Regions from separate parts of the Anser cygnoides genome. Here region 1 is linked to region 2. Evidence: chromatin contacts called from public Hi-C data. All regions are on one chromosome and are shown on one strand. The core of a region is the stretch at or near the end of the contact, and the rest is flanking DNA. Distances in the headings are between cores, read along the strand shown.

What was found. A called contact is a pair of places that touch in the nucleus more often than the background predicts.
Region 1: a Hi-C map of liver shows a contact between it and region 2, with 6 times the contacts expected there. The contact joins the promoter of ZCCHC14 here to the promoter of CA5A in region 2. A contact is called at or near these places in 2 of 7 Hi-C or Micro-C datasets (both in liver).

Annotation. Positions count from the first base shown.
Region 1 is chr12:2,542,173-2,548,486 of Taihu_goose_T2T_genome, reverse strand. ZCCHC14 (zinc finger CCHC-type containing 14) reads right to left here and starts at 3,824. Exons shown (of 13, transcript XM_013197586.3): 1 at 2,740-3,824. The coding sequence starts at 3,303.
Region 2 is chr12:2,358,339-2,364,298 of Taihu_goose_T2T_genome, reverse strand. It overlaps CA5A (carbonic anhydrase 5A), which reads right to left and starts at 2,848. Exons shown (of 7, transcript XM_013197592.3): 1 at 2,621-2,848. The coding sequence starts at 2,741.

The sequences.
Region 1 (6,314 bases), core at 2,575-5,074, 180 kb before region 2:
GTAATTCTGTATCGAGGGGTCGCACCTGACTACGTTATACACAGTATTTTTGGAGAGACGTTACTGTAATATTTGAAAGAGATGAGAGGTGGAAGGAGGATTGCAAGCTGCAATCCTTTGGAAAAACGCTGTAGCTCGGACCAAGCTGGGTCAGATTTTAATGGGATGGACTGCAGAAGGAGAACGTTTCAATTTGTTTCCGCAAAGTGAACGAAGAGCACTGTTCAGAACCTTTTGTCACTTTGTTTTTTGTCACTTCTTCCTGAAAAAAAAAAAGCACGTTACATGTAACTCATCGAGAATTTGAACAGACCTCTAGTTACACAGAGAAACAGGTAATCACACAGACATCAGTCCCTACTCCCACACTCAGCACAAGGGAAATGCTGAAGGATAAGCAGCCCTGGTCACAAAGAGCTCCCTACTGGCACGCCATTGCACATCCAGCTCCCCAAAGTTTCTCAGGACCTCAACCGGCGACCGCTTCTCCTGCTCCCTTCCAAAGGCCGAGCTCGAACAGACTCGCACTCGAGAATTCAGGAGCAGCCTTCACACAACCCTACGCACGGCGCTGACTGCAGGGATCAGCTCAGCGTAGCTCAAGCTGTAGTAAAGCAGCGAGAGTGACGAGAAAGCACTGGCTCCAGGGAAGAAATTCTCCTCCAGCTCTGACAAGGACGAAGAGCGCGGGACTTGGCAGGCGGCAGCCCAGGGCAGCTCACTTTCTCTTGACATCTGCATTGTTTTTCTCTAGGTGATGTTACAACACAAGTATTGTCACAACATAACTTGGTAACATCACAAGATCCAAGCGCACGGCGCTGGAATTTATTTGTGCATATTTAAACAGGGCTGAATGGAGAAAGACATTGTTTTTTTCCACTTACTTCATCCAAGTTGCGTTGCAAGCCAACTGCTTACTCTAAAAGTAGCAAAATCACCCAGCTATCAACATCTAAAAAGTTCAACAACCTTTAAAAAAGGAAATCTGCATCTGTGCAAACAAAACGCACATTCAAGAGAGGGAAAGCAAAATCACCTTTTCTGCTTCCCTCTGAACTCGGTCTATATTTAGCTACCGGTTTTCTTCAAGACCAGTTGCAAAAAAAAAAAAGTGTATTTAAGAGACAACCCTTCAACGTGCTCAGAAGAAAAAACAAGCAAGTGACTGTACCGTGCACTTTCCTGCTGGCAGGAGAAATGGGAGGATGGATTCTCCGTCCATCTTAGATTGACTTAAATAGCGCCGGAGTGTTTCAGCCGCACAGAACGAGCACTATTTCGGAAGCTTTGAAAGGATACTCCGAAAAAGCATTGCTGCCTGTGCAATTTCATCTTTTTTGCTCGTCTTATTTTGGGAAAACTCCCAAGTCATTTTCAATCTTCCCTTTCAAACCCAGGGTCCACGCATCTTTTGAATAAGGGAAGTTGCAAGTAGTTAGCTGTCTGTAAGGAAGCTCGTTCTGGTTTTAATTATACCCTTTTACGTCCTGCACGAAGTAGTCTTTCCATCTATATTTTATTCACATGCAGGCTTAAACTGAATAGAGAGGCATTCCCACACTCTGTTCTTCTTTCCCCTTAAAAGAAAGGGTCAGAAGCAAGCACTGTTTAAAGACGCAGGAGGGGAAGATAAAAGGACAAACAGTAAGTTTAATAATACTCATCCAAAGTTTAAACTTCAAGCAGCAGCACCAAAAAACATAAAAACGGAAGAAAATTTGTATTCGGGGAAGCATAAATTCATCTCAGGCAGATTTGATCCTAACTTGAAAGGAACCCGCACGGAGCCCTCAGCAACAGCTTTATTCAGGATAATATTGCAATACGGGGATTTCTGTAGCCCTCAGGTATACCGCACCTTTCCCGACGGAAGGGTAACCGGTTATTTGCTGGCTGAGTCAGGACATCCTCAAAAGCTGCAGCCCGTTAGCTGATCACACGCACCCACTGCCTTGGGACTCGGTTTGAACTTTAAAGCAGGTTAAATTCAGTCAATGAGCCGGGTTGACTCCCTAATTGGTAGCAGGCTAAGAGCACTTAAGCGGTCGGTAACGTATCTCATGGCTAACAGCACGTCTTAAAACGTTACTGCCTGGCTTAATTGCTGGCAATTGAATGAACGAACAGCAAGTTAATGATGGCGAACCACTGACACCAGGATCAATAACGGGGAGATCCGCGATGACAGACAACCACCGCGTTTCTTGAAGTTCAGCGTCAAACCCTAACCGTTGGCCATCGCATTTGCCTAACCAAAACCCAGACCCAGCAAGACGCCTTTGCCACTGGACAGCTACTTCCAAAGCTGACTCTCCCTTCCAACTTCGAGGGAAATTTTTAACCAGATGCTCGCTCCAACGTCCAGAGACATTAGATGTGTATCTCCCCTAATAAACTGCTGGTCTTCCATGCAACCGGCAGGGCAGCCCCCTCAGCAGAAGCACGGCCAGAAGCAGTCAGTTAACGTTTACGCCGCTGCCTGGCCATCGTTTTGGGAACCCCTTCCCAACGAGTGCCACGAGCCTGCAAAAACTCCACGCGCCCCTTTTATTTCACCTGCCGTTGACCGCCCCCATCACCATATCCAGGCGAGCAATCTCTGCCAGCCTCCCAGGCTGCCATTTACTACCGGAACGCCTGCACACCAGGAGGAAGAAGGGAGGTTTAAAATCCTGGCTGAAGGCACCGAGCGCCCCGCAGCAAGGCCACGGCGGCACGCGAATGCCGGATACCCACCTTGTGGCAGCCAGGGTAGGTTGCCATGGTGTTGAGGGCAGAGGTGCTGGGGTTCTTGCTGGTGCTGGCCATGATGTTCTGGATCTGGGTGAGCTCCTGCCTCAGCACCTGCTTCTGGTGGAAGCTGAAGGCCGGGTGGTTGGATGCCATGGTGAAGAGCAACAGGAACTCGTCCCCCGTGCGGCCCTCGTTGAGCTGCAGCCCATAGTTGTTGATGACCGAGTCGATGTGCGTGAGGGTGCGGAACAGCACCCCGGCCGCCTCGCGGTGGGCAGAGCCCAGCAGGGCGAGCGAGACGAGAAGTTTGCTGCGCACCACCTCGTCCGTCAGGTTGGTCAGGCTGCCCAGGTCGGCGGGGTTGTTGGCCTTGATCTCCGAGTCGCGCAGCGAGTGGTAGTCCTTGCGGGCCAGGTCCTCCAGGCAGGCCCCCAGGAAGCGCAGCTCCAGGGGGATGCACAGGTCCAGGAGGCCGCAGAGAAACTCCACGCGCTGAGGCGACGGCAGCTCCGAGAACCACCGGTACACCCCGTCCCGCTGCAGCCGCGGGCACCGCTTCTCCACCATCGTGCTCCGACGGCCCCCGGCCCGCACCGAGCTCGCCCGGGGGGCCGCGGGCAGAGCCCCGAGGGGAACCCGCAGGCCCGCAGCCCCCGCCCGGCCCCCTCCTCGCCGAGGGGGGCCCAGGGGGCCCGGCGGTGAGGGGCAGCCCCCGGCGGCGGGCAGGGCCGGGCCGGGCCGGGCCCCCCCCCCGAGGCGGCCGCCGCCGCGCGGCCTTGCCGCGGGGTTCCCGGCTGGCAGGGCCCGGAGCGGGGCTCCGCCGCCTGCTCCCGGTCCCTAGCGGGGCGGCCGCCGGCCTCAGCCGCTCGCCGCCATCCCCCGGCCGGGCCCGGCCCCGTCCCGCAGCGAGGCGGCCGCGGGAAGTAGTCCCCGGCCGGTAAGCGGCGAGCGGGCGGAGGTGCACCGCGGGGGCCGCAGCACGCACACGCCCCGCCGGGCCGCGGCGGAGGGATCCCGCGGTGAGCAGGCCCGGGCCGGCAGCGGAGCGGAGGGAAGGGGAGAGAGAGAAAGGAGCGGCGGAGCGCCTCCACTCCCGGCCTGACCCCGCCGCCAGGCCCCGCCCACCGCGCCGCCCATTGGACGAGGGCGCTACTCGCGGGCGGCGATTGGTCGGCGGCACGCTCCTCCCCGCCTCCCGTCCTCCGAGGGGGTCGATCGGTGGGGTTTAGCCCCTCCTCCCGGCGCTGATTGGCTGGAGGGGCCGTTAAATAGGGGAGGGGCGGGAACGGCCGCCTTTTGTGTGGGGCCGCTCGGCGGCGGCGGTTGGGTGCGGCGGGGCGGAGGGGGCAGGGCTCAGCCCCGGGGCGGTCCCTGAGGGGCCGGGCAGAGGCCGTGACCGACAGGGCCGGCCCCGCCGGGGGCTGTGGTGACGAGGCCGGGCCTGTGGTGATGGGCCCTGGCCCGGGGCTGTGCCTGAGCAGCTTCTGGTGTGTTCCCACCTCCGGGCAGGGCTTGTCCCTGCTGTCCCCTCAGGGCGCCCCATCCTGACTGACTGACTTGGCGGTCCTTCATCCTGACTGACTTTTGTAATGGTCGCCCATCCTGACTGATTTTTGTAGTGGTGCCCCATCATGACTGACTTCTTTAGTGGTTCCCCCATCCAGACCGACTTACCTAGTTGTCCACACACTGACTGACTTTCTCAGTCACATCTGACCTTCCACATTTGCACCCCATTTGCACTGACTCCTCCTCACCTGTACTCGTCACTTCCAGTGTGCCGCGATAGGTGCCCTTTTCCTGGCACTTTCTGTCAAAAACACCTTCATTTTGACCGTGAGGAGCCATGAGGTGCACCAGGGGCATGGCTGCAGTGACCTGTTCCCTCATCTTCCTGTTTCACGATGTTAAAATTTGGCACGTGGAGGTGGCAGGGCGTAGCATGGCATGGGCTGCTGCTGGGCACCCAGTGCCAAAACCCCAATAAAGCTTCTGGCACCAGCGGTCGCCTCGCCAAACCAAGCAGCCTCCGCAGTCAAAGCCAGTTTGGCAGTTGACTTCAGATTGTCTCTAAACACAGTATGGAAACAAAAGAGTCCGTAAAGGCCTCTTAAAATGGTAATTCTTTCCCCGCGTTCCCACTCTTCTAAGCCAGCATTCTGGCTGGCAGCAGCGTCAATGCATGCAATGCAAAATTTGAGGCGGATTTACTGCCCTCGGAGCTGGATTTGCCTACAGATTGCACAGACGGCATCCAGCAGCCGAGAGGCGGATGCATAATTTCCTTTTTTTTCATGTTTTTCTGTGGGATTCAGTTGTGGGCCTGTTGTAGCCCCGTGGCCAGGCTGCGCATCAGCTAGATGAATGGTACGGGTGGGGATCTTTACGTGAAGCAGGCCAGGAAAACATCTAAATGCAGCCCCGGGCAGGCAACGGCTGGTTCCAGCCCTGAATTGCATAGATTGTAATCTCCTTGGAGGAGGGACCGTGTCTTTTATTTTATGCAGAAGTGCAGTATCGCTGCAACACAGATAAACAAAAGAGCTAACGTCGGTATTTCCTTAAGCACAATTACCTTGTGTCTTGAGCTGATTGCCTGTGAACTTTACGGGATGCACACAACACACAAATGAGGGCTGCTTGCTTTTGCATCAGTTGTGCGAACACTCCTGTCGGTATCATATAAGAGGAAAAGGCATATTCCTTTGGGCGAGGGTTTATTGCAAATCTCATTATACACCTTGCCAAGACGAATTGCTGCAGCACAAAAATTCCAAATACCGGTAGTTTATCCTTTTTTATTTCCCTTTGGAATATCGCAGACTATCGGCTGCATTTATTGAGGTCCTTCTGAAATGCAAGAGTAAGCAGCCGAAGGACGCTTAACTGGGGTTGCATAATGTCATATATTGTACGGCTACACAACCCTGCTTCTGTGTGGCAGGCTCCTGCTGTGAGAGGGTCCTTGAAAATCCCAGAGCCTCTCTGTGTGCTCTCCTTGTAGCGATCCATCATGCAGTGGAAACCGTATGCACTTCCTTTTCCTGCCGTGCCCGGTATTGTCCCTCGGAGGAAGGGATGTGCAGAAAACAGAGGAAGTGCTCTCAGTCCCTTAGGAAAGGTTTGCATTGAATCGAAGCACAGGCCAGGCAGTCGGCCTAAGGACGCCAAGTCCTCTGGTGGCCCTGCTGCTTATATCGACGTCTTTATCCCGGCGTTAATCCCGAAAGCACTACGCCGTGCTCAAAGTCAGCTACCTGATGATCGCCTGGTCTGTAGCAAGTTGGAGGCTTAAACTTTTCTGCCCGGGAACTAGGTCTAAGCCTGTGCCTGAGTGCGAGTTAGATGTGAATTTTGCTGCTAAAGAGCGAGTCTGTGGTTTACAGCCTGAGCAGAAATTGCCCATCCTGATGCCAGACACGAAGGCAAACTCTACTCTGAAGTGTGGTGTACGAACCGGGAGCCTTTTCTCTGATTAGAAGTGGCTTTGGATGAAGCCCTCGGAAACCGAAGGAAGCATGACATATAATTCTGTCACAAGCCACCAAGAATTCCTGGCTAGCCAGCGGCAAAGCAAG
Region 2 (5,960 bases), core at 1,599-4,098:
GAAAGATTTAAGTAATCAATAGCGTCTGTCTTAAATTGAAGAGGAATGTGAGTAAAAACAGTTAGCATTTGTAGTTAATTTAATCAGTAGTGGTCTTGTGATCGAACAGCCTTGTATGAGCTCTTCCTGGAACGTTTGGTAGCACAAACTGAGTTTTGATTTCTCAGTGCAGCTCCCAATGGACAAGTGTTCACAGGAAAAAAAACACGGCATCATTTAGCCCCTTATTGGGAACTGACACGGATAACCCCCAAAATAATGAGTTTCTCTATCACATGTCAAGACAGAGATCTCAGCCCTTCTCCACTTTGCCTTCTTACTCCACCAAAGGATTTCAAATAATTTTCCTAGAGCAATACCGTTACCAATTAAACAGAAATGCCACACTAATAGTAATATGTTCCATTTCTGAAGTTTTAAATTCTATAGGCCTTAAGGTTTTGTGGTATATTAAGACTGAACAGGTAGGAAAGTGAGGAACTGTGCATAGGGATTCTGTGCTGCTGATTTTTAGGTTTCATTACTTTTTAATGAAGGGTCTAGATTTATATTTTCTCTATGGCTTCTGCAATCGGAAGTCATTGGACTTGCAGTCTTAATTTATTACTTCAAATATAAAGATGAATAAATAACAAAGTGAGGATACAGAATAATAAGAAATCTTTTTAACCATAGTTACAGTAGATTCTCCGGATTTCTCCTCTGAAGCAGTAATTCATATCACTGCACACGATGAGCAGTATGGTATGAGCCCAATCATTACCCTTTTAGGCACAGGTGTTGGTTTTAGCTGTTGAATCTCAAACATTAAAAAAGTTTGCTGATAATTACAGGTAAAGGAGTGATACAGATGTTGCTTGTGACTATTAGGATATGTTCTCATGTGTGTACATCCTTGTGCAAATGGGTGTACCTACAGTTGTACAGGCTTCTAATTAGAGCCTCTAATCTGAATTCGTTAGAAAAGCTGCTAGTACATACACCTAGTTAATACACTTAATCTGAATTTCGTAGAAAAGCTACTGTTTTGTAAGGCTAAAACATTGTTTTTATAAATATTACTGTGGGGCTTTTCTTTGACTAGACGAATGTCTTCATTTTTCATTATTAATGAAAAAAACAAGTTTCTAAACATGCTTGTAAGTGGAAAAAACTGATAAGGAAGGGAGTTTAAGGAACTTCAGTGTATTACTAAGAAAGTACTCTAAACATGTCAGAAAAGGAAAAAATACTGTCATGGATGCATACGTGACTTACATTTTGCATTAGGAACATGTTAATGGTTCTTCTTGTGGACGCTTCACTAGCAACAAAATCTAATGCTAATCTTGCTTCTAGAATTGGGCATCTTCTACAGATTTTAAAGGCACTTTTTAAATGAAGGTGAAAATACCGTTATGTTACTTGATTGAATACCCATTCTGTATTATATTTTCAGAATAAAACACGTTTTCTGTTCTGAGGAGCAAAAAAGGGAAAATTTAGACTGAGAACTCAGACAGATATTGCATACATTCTATAATTATAAAAACTGCTCTTTTTTCTCATGATTGATAGAGAAGCTTGCATATTATATCTTACATACAGCTTCCATGTCTGGGAATATATACACAGCACACACTGCACTCGGCAGCTAATCTATCTGTTTTTCTGAAGTGCTGGTCACTTAGTGGCAGAAAGTATTTTGGTGTCACCTTCCAAAATGCACTTACAAGTGTAGAGCTGTTAAACGTGGATGCTTATTGAATATTTCTTGTAACTTTCAGGAGAAACAAAGCCTTGTGCTAGTCTCCATCCATACTGCTTTGTGTTCTATCTGCCACATAAGATAAAATCAGCTGTTTTCTCATTATTTAAGTAAATATAAGTTTTATCGTTTGATAATTTAAATAGAGGAGAATCACATTGTAGTTTTCAAGGAGGAATATGGCTATTCTTTGAGAAAAGTAAGCTAAATATTTTTACAGAGGAAAAATAGTGGAAACAAAGGGATTTCTTAGATGTAAAATGTTACTCTTGACTATTGCTCCAGCTGCCATTATCTCCACACGAGCGAGTAGACGTGTAATCTCTGGCTGGCCTCATCACAAGTCATATCTGAAGATAAGTTAACCAGCATTTTAAATAACTAAGCCTTTGACATTTTAGTTTATGCATATATTGCACCTCAATAAGTCATTCACTGTAGATCTCCTAGACCCAAAATTTCAAGGGCTTTGTGGTTTGTACTTCTGTAGGGCCTTATTTTCAAAACTGAACATTGTAGTGTCTATTAAAGTCACCCAGAATCAGTTTGTATGAATTTCATTGGAGACAGTCAAAGCCTTGCTTGACAAAATTGTTTTAAAGCCTATTTCTTCATTAGAGTTAAGTTAAAATCACAAACTTAACGCACAGAAATAATGAACAATATTTTAATTGTGCATGTGGAGAGGAATCACGCAATTCAGTAAGGTATTTCTATCTCTCCTTTCTCTCCTTCTGTTCATTTTTTTCTTTAATCTCTCAGTCACATTCTCAAATTTCCCTTTTTAGTTACCTGACGAAAGAACAACAATTACATTTGTTATCTTTGTACCTCTGCATCTCTCTTACACAGGTGACAAAATGAAATACTTACACGCATCATTCCTGTCTTTATGAGTGCAGGTAGCCAGGCTGCAGAGTCGTGCTGGCGGACTCCAGAGCGTTTTCAGCTGCTTGTATAAATGTACCAGAGTATTTGTCTTCACGTTATTCATTATTATCACCTTGGAACTTGAAAACTTTGGTTAGTCAAACAGCCAGAGGAGCTTTCTGGAGTCTAGCAACCTATCAACACAGAGGAAAAAATGCTGTGGACATACAGCTTCAAGGGATCTCCAGGCCTATTTATAAAAAAAAATTGAGAGCACCCTTTCCTGGTTGGAGAGAGGGAGCTAACCAAACAGTTAATTTTCAACTTATCCCTGGAATGGCTTTTTTCATTGGCTCTAATTTAGTTGGAGGCTGGGCTAGTTGGTAATTATTTGTGCACTTTCCGGGCTTTCTCTCATGTGGCTCCAAGAATACCAAAGGGTTACAAAAACCACTCTTTTGTATGCAAGGAGAGGTTTCTTATCACTTCTTCACCCTACATTCTTTTGAATGCTGATAGCTAACAGTTGCTATCATTGACAGTTGTGGTTCTGAGGAGCGGTGACCGCTCAAGCTGAGGAATTTGCAGAAATCTCGTAGATACAAAGGCTTGCCCAGCAGAACAGGCGGAGCAGCCTCCTACAGAAAAGCATTGCAGCTCCTAGCACGTAATACAGTATTATTGCACCGTCAGGGTGAAGAAACTCTTTCTGAACTATAAGGTGTCTCATAAGAAGGATCATTTCTTACAGGTTAGAAACAGGAACAGACCCAAGGAACCATCATTACCCCTCCCACTCACTTAAGCTCAAAAACCACTTTGGCTCAGCCCTCTCCAGTGGGGAGAACAGGGTTTCCTGACCTGTTTCTTAGGGATGAAAGCATGAGGAGAGTTACTCCCTTATTTCCACGTACAATTCTAATAATGTTTGTTAGCTGATGTGGAAGATCCATATTTAAGTTACTCCCTTGCACTGTGGGACGTTTCTGTCACCAGATTGGCCTTCCTGCCCTAGCTGCAGAGAGAAGCACTTCTTACAGCTGTAGACCAAGCAACTCATTTTCCAGGGACTTTTTTTGTGGTGTTATTACAGGCCCTTTAGGATTAAGATGGAATGACATGAGAAAAGAGTGCCTGGGCACGCCAGGGAATGAGAGCCAGCCCTCTGACTGTGCCGCGGTCACTCTTAGCTCAATGCCCTCACCCACAGGGGCTGAGCACAGCAGGCAGAGCTGGGCACAGCTCAGTGGCCATCAGCAGTCCCAAACGCAGCAAGCAGCAGGTCCAAGGTCCAACCTGAGAGCCTGGACAGGAGCAAAAGGAGACAGGGCCAAACGCAAGCAACAACAGGGGTCCGAAGTCCTTCTTGGAGACAGGGCCAAAAGCAAGCCTGAAGACAAGTGCCCCAGCAACAAAACTTAAAAGGGCTGAGCCTGAGCTTAAACAGCCTCCTGGGTCATGGGTGGGAGTGTGGTGTAGGCTCCTGGTGAGCCTCAAGGCCATTAAGACTTATTATTGGCAACCTCAGCCTCAGGTTTTGTAAGGCCTTTAATAATTCTTACTTAAGTATTTGTAAAATTCATGTGGTCATTTTCCTCCGTTAAGCACATTGGAATGCATATTGTGAAAGCTACAGAACCTATCAGGGACAGAGCAAGCTGAAATGATAAGACTATCATACTAATGATAAGTATTCTGACATTAAAAATCAGTCCTTTCTTAATCCATAAAATGACATGTAAAGAATTTTTCACTATGTGTTTTTATGTAACAAATACTGGTATTTTGAATTAGAAACTTATTTGCTCATTGACATTTTCATTAAATACACGTGTATCTGTCATCTCTTACTGCCCAGTGGGTAAGTGCAAGGCTTAGGCTCAGGGAATCCTCTTTAGTATCCTAAAGTGGCAGGCGTATCTGTGTTATTTACTATTCCAACACCAACTATGTAGGAGAGTCTTTCTTAATAGTTGTTGTTTATTACCTCAGCTGCGTGCCTCAGAGTGTCTTAAGAGCAAGCCACTGTTAGCCAAGAGTTCTGTCTGCAAAAAAAGTGCAAAATCAGACTTCTGGTTTTGCTCGTAATTGTGGATAATCACGTACGTGGAGTGTAACTGGATACAATGGAAATGTGCTTACTTAGTTTTCGCAGGAACTGGAGAAGTAAAAATTGAGAAATTTCTGGCTGTTACTACCTGTCTGACTTTACTGTAAGGGCCTTCAGACTGGACAGAGAGGATCAATATTTGTTTTCTTTCTGATGTTTACTTGAGGGTTGCCAGTATGTACATTCTGTAGTCATTTAATTCTGTGCAGCCTTATCAACATTTTGATTCTGCTGAAGAACTATTCAAATCGCTCTGAATCAACAGCTTTCTTTCCTGAAAGAAAGGTGGCCGATGCACTGTATGTACTTTATTATTTACAGCTATTTCTGTGAAGTCCGAAGCTCAGTTCAGAGCCAGCAGGGAGCAAAACCTTGTTGCTTTTAGGACAAGAAGTATGGAAGTTAAGTGCAGCCACTGGAGAGAAACGCGTCCTCCTTGCTGAAATGCAAAGCCTAGACAGCTCAGAGTATAATCAGACGTGAGCACATTAACAATGTGAAGGAAAACTGTTACACCTGAGATGTTCTGCTCTTCTTTCCATCTTTCAGTTCCAGTTTTTGGCTTTGTTTCTTGGCCATGGGGCACTTAGTTCTCCTTTCACGGGAGTCCGTATTACAATATATTTTATCTATCTTTCTGTCCAGCGTGCTGTCTCTCACCATTTGGAATTCAAGCTTCAGAGAAGATAGAGGAAAAAATCTCTTAATTTCCCGATTCATGGAATATTTCAATCATAGTGTTTGAAGAAATCTGCTTCTCCTGGCATTATGCTTGCAAGGGTGTTCCTGTGCTAATATTGCCTTAATTGCAACATTGGCAAGCCAAGCCCAAAAAGTCCGGGGAAAAAAATAGGCTTACAATTTTACTATAGTTAGAAAGATATAAAGTGATTTCATAGTTAACATTTTCCTCATCTAGTTACGGCTTTATAACAGCTGACAGTATGATCAATCAAAGGGTGGGAAGCTGCGAGGTGTCCATGGGAAACCTCTGCAGCGGCTAAAAATATCACCTGGGGTAGCTGTCACAAGGCAGTCAGATCGTTTCTCTGTGGGCTTTCACACTCATTTCTCTGTGGATTGGCACACGCTTCCCATGGGTTACATATTACTTCAGCCTAAGGAGAGCTTTTCTTTCACATCCAGAACTTGCTAGAACTTTCGTTGATGTGATTGATCCCTCGCCCTCTAACCACCTCTGCTCTCTCCAGTTTTTTGTTCTCTCTCTTGCAA